Linked DNA regions of Ctenopharyngodon idella: region 1 is linked to region 2. A link is a contact called in public Hi-C data. All regions are on one chromosome and are shown on one strand. The core of a region is the stretch at or near the end of the contact, and the rest is flanking DNA. Distances in the headings are between cores, read along the strand shown. Region 1 holds the start of LOC127519401 (gastrula zinc finger protein XlCGF8.2DB-like). Region 2 holds the start of LOC127519383 (NACHT, LRR and PYD domains-containing protein 3-like).

Evidence for each region. Hi-C and Micro-C count contacts between places; a contact is called where the count stands out from the background.
Region 1: a contact with region 2 is called in a Hi-C map of muscle, with 3 times the contacts expected there. The contact joins the promoter of LOC127519401 here to the promoter of LOC127519383 in region 2. A contact is called at or near these places in 2 of 2 Hi-C or Micro-C datasets (both in muscle).

Annotation. Positions count from the first base shown.
Region 1 is chr9:36,514,204-36,519,297 of HZGC01, forward strand. LOC127519401 (gastrula zinc finger protein XlCGF8.2DB-like) reads right to left here and starts at 2,303. Exons shown (of 3, transcript XM_051907106.1): 1 at 2,237-2,303; 2 at 1,232-1,362. The coding sequence starts at 1,316.
Region 2 is chr9:36,083,620-36,089,345 of HZGC01, forward strand. LOC127519383 (NACHT, LRR and PYD domains-containing protein 3-like) reads left to right here and starts at 2,482. Exons shown (of 8, transcript XM_051907032.1): 1 at 2,482-2,805. The region is part of intron 2 of si:ch211-166e11.5 (gastrula zinc finger protein XlCGF8.2DB); the gene reads left to right.

The DNA.
Region 1 (5,094 bases), core at 1,053-3,552, 430 kb after region 2:
TAATAGTGGCCAACAGCTGATTAGCAGAAGTGTTTCACTAAGACAGTGATAACGTGAGTTAGCTGGTTAGCTGGAGACATACACAAAACAAAACACAAAACTATGTATTTTGAACACCCAGTACAAAATATACATATCAATAATTAATCACACTTACATGTTGTGATTCTGAGGAGCAAATCGGTCCAAATACAGTGGGTACTGACCCATCTTTAATGAATAAGCATTTTGTAAATCCCATTTAGACCTCATGGAGATCTGAGAAGCAATCGTGAAAAGGTTATACTGCTGTTGTATTGCTGTGGTAATTTTAACCACTGACTCTTCACCTCCTCATCCTTTGGAAGTGTTTACAAAGAGAATTTGCTTCTGCAGAGCAGAAAACAGCATTTTCTCGACACGTACACAATATGAACCAGATACAGTGTTTGAGGAGGGTTCAAGTTTTCAAGTCCACGCAGAACGTAGGGAATGGGATTTAAATTACAAATGACTCGTTTAAGAGGCTCAGGGTCGACTCTTTCTTTTGAGAGACAATAACTTTTTTTATGATGCACTTTCAGCTTTACAACTTTGCAGACTGTTTACATTCACATACAGCTACATTACACACTGCATGAAAGGTCATTTTCAAAAATGCATAATAGGGGCACTGTAATGCAGTGTAATGTAATGCACTGAAGCAGCACAGCGTCTTCTTACTAGTTCACAAACTATATTTGTTCATTACCGCCATCTATTATTATAGCACGCATCTTGCGACTTTACAGTCCGTACAACAAGAGATTGTCTGATGATTATGTAAAGGATGTACATGAGTGGATATTTCACACGAGTCGACTGTAAGTTATGCAAACTAAAGATTAAAACGCTGAAGAATAACAGCCCTTTTAAAATTATTAATTATCCTGCTTTATTGCACTCTATATCAAACATACATTTCTGATTTAATTACAAAGATGATCTGCCATGGTTTAATCTGTCCCGCCACAGTTTTGTAATGAACCTAAAAGATCACTAATCGAACAGAAAATAAAAAAAGAACAAGTATAGAGATAATTACTCACATTTAATTATTTAATTTTACAGTTTTACATGAATGCTTTTCTTTGTTTTCAACTCAGAATTACATATGTTACACAAGACTGTTTTGGGCACTCATATGATGTCACAAAAATATCACTTATTTCAGTAGAGGCCGACATTTCAATAAGGATCAAATGAAACTAACCTGTTTGTTCCTCAGTATCTTCATGTTTCACACTGAATACTTCTTCAATCTTTATGTCTTCACTCTCCTCTTTAATAAACGCCATCTTTATAATAGTGTGTCACAAGATCTCAGCTGAACCAGGAGTTTTCCTGTGTGTTTGGACAATTTGTCATGTTTAAGATGAGAATAATTAAGAGAAACAAAAATAAATCCACTGTAAATCATTATGGCTGATTGAAGTTGTCAACTGGAATGTGTTTTCATATTATATTATTAACAATTTTACCCTTTACTGCACTTTGTGAAAGGGTCACACATCAGACAAGAACCGTCACGGCTAATGAAACAGAAAATGGCTTCCTTCTGAGTTGAGAAATAAGGTCTTTCTTTTTATCAAAACTGAATCAGAATATATGGGCTCATATATTGAAACAAATTAGGTTAAATATATCTAGAGGGTGGTAACAGTTCAGGGTTAGGAAAAATTAATTAAATTTAATTAACAATTAAACAGTAAAGAGTTACTGAAAATTAATACATAATTGAACAGTAAGTGCTATAAAACTGCTTGTACAAACTAAAAACTAGAGTCCCAGAAACGCGCTCCTGAAAGTGCATCCTCTGGTATTGCAGGATCATGATACTCTTTTCAAGAGATTCGAAGCACTGAGTGAATCATTTTTGACGTGCATTTGATTCAGTTGACTCGGAAAGCTCGTTTCGAAAAGCTCCGTTTCTTCATCACAACAACTACCAGAGACCGAATTCATGTTTACGATAAACTGATGCACAATATAGGGCGCAAAATGAGACGCACATTTTCTGTTACTAAAAAAAAAAAAAAAAAAGAAGAAAAAAAAAACATTTTCAGTTACTCATGTGTGGACGTGTTTTACTCACAGAAATAACGCTCATAAAAGTTGGATAAAACATTATACTATTACATTATATGTAATGTAATGTTAAAAAGGTCTGAACGAACTGTGTTTATTTGAAAACTTTAAATGCTTACAAAACACAAACCTTTCTTCAGCCGATTCACAACAAACGCCCAGCGCGCCGCGGTCTTATGACGTCACAACGCCACTACAAAATAAAAGTTCTGGCCACAGGCTAAAATCACAAAAGTGCATAGGCTACATACAAGCAAAATAATATGTCAGATTGATTATAGATGAATACATGCTGTCCAATGATGTGCTGAAAAAAACTGCCAATGAAAGAGTGTGTAGCACATCTAATATGAGAGATTCTGTCTAAAAGACAAAACTATCATTTTTGAGTGCAGAAACCAATTATACCAGGGTTTGATTTTTTAAGTTGTATCACAAACAAATATTTTATTATTATACAGTAAACAAGGTTTGTCAATCCAATTAAACCTTTATTAAGGCAAAAGACTACTCAACATCCCAAAACCAAACATATCCAACAATCAATGTCGCAATACTTGTACGTTACTCTCAGTTGTGCAGAATTAATTGTGATTTTTGCATGTGTGTCAACTGAGTTGAAAAAAGAAAGAAGTCCTGTGATTCTTGTATTTTCAAACAATCAAATATTTGTTTTCCAAATTTCCTTGAAATTTTTTGTACCACTGAAATGGGGGGACCTGATTTGAATGTCCCATGAGAAGTTTTTTTTGTTTGTGAATTCACCAATATAAATAGCTCAGTAGAGATGATCACAGCTTCTTCCTTGTTAATTCATAATACCTGATAAGCTCAGATCTGTTATAAATTAAGACGTCACTACTAACATAAGCTCTACTTCAGCGCCATCTAAAGGTTGTGTTTATTATGCTCTGTCTGCACAAACACATAGGACCCTATCATACACCCGGCAGGAGCGATGCAAATGTTTTTTGCTAGTTTCAGCCCGACACAGTTATCATTTTCACGTCCTGCACCACGTTAGCAGATGCATTTGCGCCCATCTGTGCGCCCATGGGCATGCTGGTCTGAAAATGAGGTGTGTTCAGGCACATTGTTGGGGCAACTGAAATAGACTGCGCCACTAACCAACTGAAACCTGGTCTAAAGTCAATGGCGCAATATTTTTTTTGTTATTTAAAGGGTGCGTTAGTAATATGCGCCTATAGGCGGGTGCACAACACACAGGGACGTGCAGCGGAACACAAACATGACAAATATTAAAAATAAAAGGATCACAATGTAAAAGATTATTATTGTGTAAAGATAAAAATTCTTTGGTCTAACCCGGCTTGTCCAGTAGATGGTCTGCTCGCGCTTTAACCTCATGCATGAGCAGATCCTAGGTGTAGGTCAGAAGGCCTTTATTAACCCGTCTAACTAAGCCGTGTGGAGTATGTTTATGATGGATGGATGTGGATGGAGACACTTTCTTCAGCTCATACTCGTTGATACCGCTCAATGCCATTATAAAGCTCGGATGCGTCAGGATATTTATTAATATATCTCTGATTGTGTTCATCAGAAAGAAGAAAGTCATATAGGGGAGAGCGGGGCACAACCTAATGCTTTATGACTTTCTCAGTTTGTGTAAATCTACTTAGGGTTCAGAGAATTTCTTTTGTTCCACATTAATTTCACATGTCTGGTTCAAATATTTGGCTTTGTTTCATTAATACAGTGTATACTTTTTTCTTTATTTACCCCGAAAGAAGGGAAGTGAAATGTGACAACATGCCCCATAGGTGGGGCACGTTGTAACATGACCATATGACAGCTAAAAATGTTATCTGATTTAATTAAAAAATATATATATACGTGACAAACTAAAATATTTTGTCAATAAAAGACAATAATTATTTTTTTCATATAAAATAATAGCATTTTTTTTATAAATTCAAATTTAAATAATTTTGAGGTTTGACAATGAACACTCTGTAAAACACAGCTGTACAGCACTGGTCAAAACAATACACCCAAACAGATGAAGAAACATATTCAGAAAAACACAGAGCTGAAGAAAACACTCCTCTCCCTCCGCTCACAGCTCTCACTGAACACCAGATAAATAGATGAGACAGTACAAATGCTGAAAGTTTCTTGAAATAATATTTTCTGGATGTTCAGGTTCTTCCTCTCAGTCTTTTTTCACCTTTTTCTCCATGGTTTCTCAACAGAAATTCATAAAAGTTGATTATGCCAGTTGTATCGTAACTGTATATAATAGTATAGTTCTAATAGCGGGGCAGATTGTAACGCAGTGTTACAACGAACCCTCTCTGTGCAACTGGACTTTAAACCTGGTTAGTGTCTTCTGATAGCTAGTGAAGCATTAAAGAACTACCCAAACTGCTACACAACAGATAGGAGATTAAAATAATATCAGATTTGTCTAATTTTAAATAAAAACAAAAAATATAGATGAAAAATTGGCTTAAGTAAGAAATTTACTTTTGCTATTGTTAAATAAATGTTCAGTGATATCTTCCAAAGATTTTTGAATTTTGGCGCAATTTTTTCTCTATATATTGTCGATATGGCGACTAGTAAATACGCTAAGCTTCTTCATGCTAGCGTGTGTGGAAATATTTAAACCACGTGTGTTACAACTAACCCTGCGTTAGTTTGTGCCCCGCGCTCCCCTACACCTAAGATGGCTTGAGGGTGAGTAAAGCTTGGGGTAATTTTCATTTCAAAGTGAACTAATCTTTTAAGTTCAACTAAATTAATTTAATTTTCTTTTCAAAACTGGCGCCCGTCCATTGACAATAATACAGGCAGAAATTCCTTTACGCTACTTCAAGGAGCCGGATGAGACGACATGCTGATTGTGATAAAGGCTCATAGAATGGTGCAGAAGTGACCAAAAGTCATGTCCGGCTAGAAAAATTGACATCTTCACTCTTTGTCTAAATATGAAAAAAAAAAAAAAAAAAAAAGTGTTGAAGA
Region 2 (5,726 bases), core at 1,232-3,731:
ACACCTTTATTTGCATGACCTACGAACCATTAATAGTACCTGCAATTATCACAACACCCTGCTGGAGTTGCTCATTAATAACAATTTAACTGACAGTGGAACAAATGAATATTTATATTGATTATGCCTACATAATGAAACCCTGTATTTCCTGCCAGAGTTCATCTGTGCATACTCAGGATTCAACACATGTAAAGAGTCCACTAAAAATCTTATTGGCCTGCTGAATTATGCAGTGCTCAGAAATATCTTGTAAGATACTAAGTGTCTGTATTTCCATGATTTTCCCTGTCATTCTCTTTTTTTACCATTAGGCTCCCAAGCCAAATGATGATGCTGTTCATTAATATGTTCATCATCACTGTGTATTTAAATTCCTCTTCGTTCTCTGTTCAGTTGTCGGCTCTCGTTAACACATACGCTGAGTTTGGTTTTGTTTTTCATCGTGTTCCTGTTTACACCATGCTTTGCCATAGCCGGACATTAATAGCTTTTGTTTTCATTCACATTTTCATTTTTAATTATGAATTTACACTACGAGCATGTAGGCTAGATTATGCATTTATATATTTATGAAGAGAACAGATGAACAGAGTCACTTTTCATGTTCAACACCATACAAAACAGATGAATGTTTGTTTGTTTTTCCCCGCAGTGACAGCAGAGGCTACTAAAACACAACCTTTGTGCCTGAAAAAACGAATTTGGACGATGTTAGAGCTGGGCAAAAATATTTATTTTAATCTATTCTCATTTTTATGAACCAATATCGATTCTTAAATCTCAAGAATCGATCTTTCGGTCTATGCTGTTTTCAGTTGGTGAATGAACAGAACATTTAATTGGCAATGTCACGTAATGTTACATTTAACTCAATAGCCAGCTAGAAAAATAACTCTAGAGGGGAGCATTTTGCTAAATATTGTATGTGACAAATATATGCACCATATTACATATTCATGATATTTTATATCATTCTTCAATATTTAATGCATGTTTGATTAATTCCATCAAGTTTTTAAGACAGCCACTATTATTTTTATTAAAAAAATTACAAATAGGAGTAGAAACATAATTATGTAAGTTATTATTATAATTGTATTATTATAACATGGACTTAAACTGGGTGCTCACCTGTGTGTAATCTAAAAATGACTTTGCGTCTTTGTCTCAGACAGACAACTTATCGTGGCAGTTTTCATTTTATTCTGGAGGCTGAACCTGCGCTCTGCTGCCTAACTGACTGACTGAAATGCATCAATAAGCTAAAGGACTTTAATTCTTTAGACACATATGACATATGCTCGCTTAAATTTTAAGAGAGAGAATATTATATGAATAAATTACTTTATTAGAGGCTCTTCAACATGAACCCATACTAAACAGCGCACCTCTGTGTGCATCGGTTTGTGTTGTGCATTTCAATTAAAATCATTGAAATTATTAAAAAAATAAATTAATGCAATTTCTTATGTCTTTTGTATCAGTATTTATTTATTTATCCTCCTTAATTTCAAATACAGTTTCTAAATGTTATTTACATTAAAAAAAACTATTATGTTATTCATGATTACAGTATGTATAGCTTATATAAAGATAAAAACCTTGTATAGTGATCTTTTCTTTATACACCAATAAAATGAAATATAGTGTTTAAGTATGTTCTAGATATTTTTTTGACCAATATATGATTAAGGCAGCATAAATGGACGAATATGAACATCTGAACATAAAAGATTTTTACCAACATTAAAACTGCCAACCAATGTTAAACTGTTATTATTATGGTTATTATTATTATGGTTATGTACTGGCATAAATGCATAAAAAAAGACATCAAAACTTGCAGCTTGTTGGGTCTCCAGGGAGGATTTGCAGAGTTTTTATTTCGAGGACACTCTTTTCCAGACACACTTCTGCTATTAAAGCGGTTGTACATTCATCTCTTTAGCAAAGAGACAGTGTTTGGAACTGAATTAATTTTCTCTGAGCCACATGTTGTGGATGCATTCAAGTCAGAAAATGTTGAATGAGGATTTGCTTTAGCCACAGAAGAATCTCATATAGGTTTAGGTAACCTGAGGTCATTCTAAATGGCCCAAAAGTGATATCAATAACTGTGTAAGATGTTTTTAACTAGAGTACTTAAAATAGAGATGTATGTGGGGAGTAGGGATGGGAAGATTAACCGATATGTATCGATACGCGGTCATGCGCGTGCACGATGCGAGTGAATCGGTAGAGCAGCAGAGGATGAATGAAATTTTGGAAGCAAATCGAGATGCATTGGTTTTTGCGAGATGCATCGGTTTTTCCGAGATACAGCTTATCCTTTTAATACAGAATGTATTTCTTTATTTATTAACAAGTTTTGTCAACCTGTTTTTTGCGCATAATTTAATCGACCTACATAAAGTAGGCCTAAGCAACGGATTTGCGGATGTGTGTACACTACAACTCATCAGCTGCGCGGATGAAGCCAGTGATGAGCCCAAAGGTAGTTATCAGGAAGCGCGAGGAGTAATCAAAACAAACATGTCGGACGCCGAGATAATTTATCCTCCACTGAATTTTAAATGTAAAGTTTGGGAACACTATGGATTTTACAAGACGGACGACTTGACAAGACAGATGCAATTTGTAAAATGTGCCGCGCACCTGTAAAATACACGGGCAGTACGACTAATCTGATATCTCACTTGAAGCGGCGCCACGGTGGTGTTGTGGATTCGGAAGCGTCTGCCATTGCCCCTGCATCCCCTGCCTCCAGCTCTGACTCACCTGTAGATACCAGCTCCAAAAGTGGTGAGAAAAGTATTGAAAGTTTTGTCCATGCCCCGCTTGCTAACAGTTCCGCGCGCTCTACGGCAATAACTGTTTATCTTGGAAATACTTAAATAATATGTGCCATGTGCTCTAAAATGGCCCTCTACTGTAAACCGACACTCAGGCTCTGAGAGAAAAGCCAGTTTGTAAAAAAGTATTGGTTTTACTTGGTTAATAAATAATTAAACTAATTCAATGGCACCGCATCCTCTTTCACATCACCACATAAACTTGATCTAATTAGCTAGTGCTGAATTATGGCATCGTATCGTGATATGGGTGTGAATCGTATCGTATTGCATCGCAAAATGCCACACATGTATCGTTAATATATCGGATCGGATACTTTGTATCGAGATGCGTATCGGATCGGCATTATACCTTAGATGCCCAACCCTAGTGGGGAGAAAGAAACAGTAGAACACATATGTATGGTGATGAGAGAAAATAATAAATAGTATATGTAAAAATAAATGGTAAGAAGGGGAAGAATTTGAAATATTTATTGAGATGTGTTTAATCAAGTAGAATACGTTATTCTTTTACAGTGTCAATTTATAAGTTTGTTTTTAAGAAAAAAAGTAGAAAAAGGGGAACAGAAAATTATTTTAAACCATGATTACACACATGCACAGTAGGTGGCGATATGCACACAGAATGAAATGAACCAAAACACAAAAGAAGACAGAAATCGAAACCAAAAAATTTGAATTCAGCTTCTGAAAAGGCGCCATTTCAGACCGCTGTAAACCAAAGCTTAAGTTACATCATTCTCATTGGTAAGTCCAGTATGTCCTTCTCATACACACATCTAAAGTCCATACATTTAGCCCATATGACAACATCACGTTATATGTTAAATGTGGGTATGTTTTACTATTAAATTACTATCATTTTACTATCAAAGTCGATCAAGATTTTGCTGAGGAATCAGGCACAGTTAATAAATAGCTAACGTTTTTCAAGTAATGTATTTAAAATACATGTCTGAGAGATCTGCTTTGAATCCGATTCATTATTAATAAATCTCTGTCTCATCGCGCCACCATATGCGATAGATGAATTTATTGTTTACAAACAAAATGGAACATAAGCTGAAGTGCTGTTTATTGTAATAAAACACCCCGTTTCCAAAAGATTGTTGGAGTTTAATGCTACTTTATAATTTTATAAGGACAGCTAGGGTTGGAAAAATACGATTTTACACAAATTATAATCATTCATCATCACAGAAAGATGATTGCTTCTTCTGCACTAATAAAACCCGATTGACTCGCAACTGTTAATGGATTGGATTTGTGCGCAAAGCCCGAATTTAACCTCAGTCATCCTGCTCAAGTCAATGCAGAAGCTTATGCGCTGTTACCAAATTATTTCAATACTAACGCCTACTCTAGAAGTCGCTGAATCAACGGGATGAATATGAAATAGTGACTGAATGCGCCCCATTAAGACATGTTAATCTTCACTAAAATACTGATTTATTATCTTGACAAAATTACCATAGGCCTACACACAGATGGCTGAGATTCACTGGGAGGACTCTAGTTTTTCAAGGAAAGATTTTTTTAGAGATAATTACCCATTTAATTTAGGCCAAATTAAAGATAGGAATCTCTGCATTTGTGATGCATAGCCTACAGAATTGAACAGGTCTGTAAACCTTTTAAAAACATTTAAAGAAAACTGTAGAATGTTTTGGATGGCAACCTCTCAGTTCAGTGCTTTAAAATCAACAATTATTAAACACATTTAAAGATTAATGTAGTTTTAAGGAAAATGGTATTTAAAGGATTAGTTCACTTTCAAATTAAAATTTCCTGATAATTTACTCACCCCCATGTCATCCAAGATGTCTTTCTTTTTTCAGTCAAAAAGAAATTAAGACATTCCAGGATTCCAGGATTATTCTCCTTATAGTGGACTTCAATGGACGGTTGAAGGTCAACATTAAGCGTTCTACACGATCCCAGACAACTAATAAGGGTCTTATCTAGCGAAACGATCAGTCATTTTGTCCAAATGTCCAATGGTTTCTCTAGATAAGACCCTTATTCCTCGTCTGGGATCGCATAGAGCCCTTTGAAGCTGCTCTGAAACTGACATTTTGTTAATAGCCTTAATAAAAAAATTTAGCTTTTGTCAGGACTATACAGAATATATAATTATAAAACTATACATTGTCAATAATGTAGATCAATACATGTGTATACATTCACACATACATACAAATATTTATAAATCTATAAATATATTCCCCTTATTCCCTTTCTTTCTCTGTAAATTTGTAATTTTGTGATATATTCTGGGAGAAGGTTAGTCCAGTGATTAAAATGTATATATATTTTTTGATTTCCAGTTTAACAGAATTTTCTTGGCGATAGTTAGAGAGATGAGGAGTGGATTTTTGTATTTTATTGGAAGATTATCGATTTCTATGGTATCACCCAATAAACAAAGTGACAGAGTTGGAGGAATCCTACAGCCCAAAATGAAGGAAAGCTTATCGGTCAATGATATCTCAAATGAATAATCAGGTTGGCAGATCTATGTGGCATGCAAATAGTCATCAGTGCTACTCAATGTGCATTGTGAACAAAAGTCTGTGTCGCTTAGACCCGTGACGTGAGTTCTGTGAATTATCTTGTACTGTGTAAGATGTAGATTTGTATTGCTAGTCAGAGAAAATATATTACTACAGATTTCCTTCCAGAAGTGTTGGGGGAGAGACCCAAGTCATTTTCCCATTTAGCCATTGGTAGAATCATTGTTGTATTGGTATTTGATATGTTTATGAAGTTTGGATATAAATTTTTTTAGAATTAGTGATTTTCATTATCTCTTCCATCAACTGAGAGGGATATAGTGGGTTATTTATTATATTAATCCTGGATTTGATT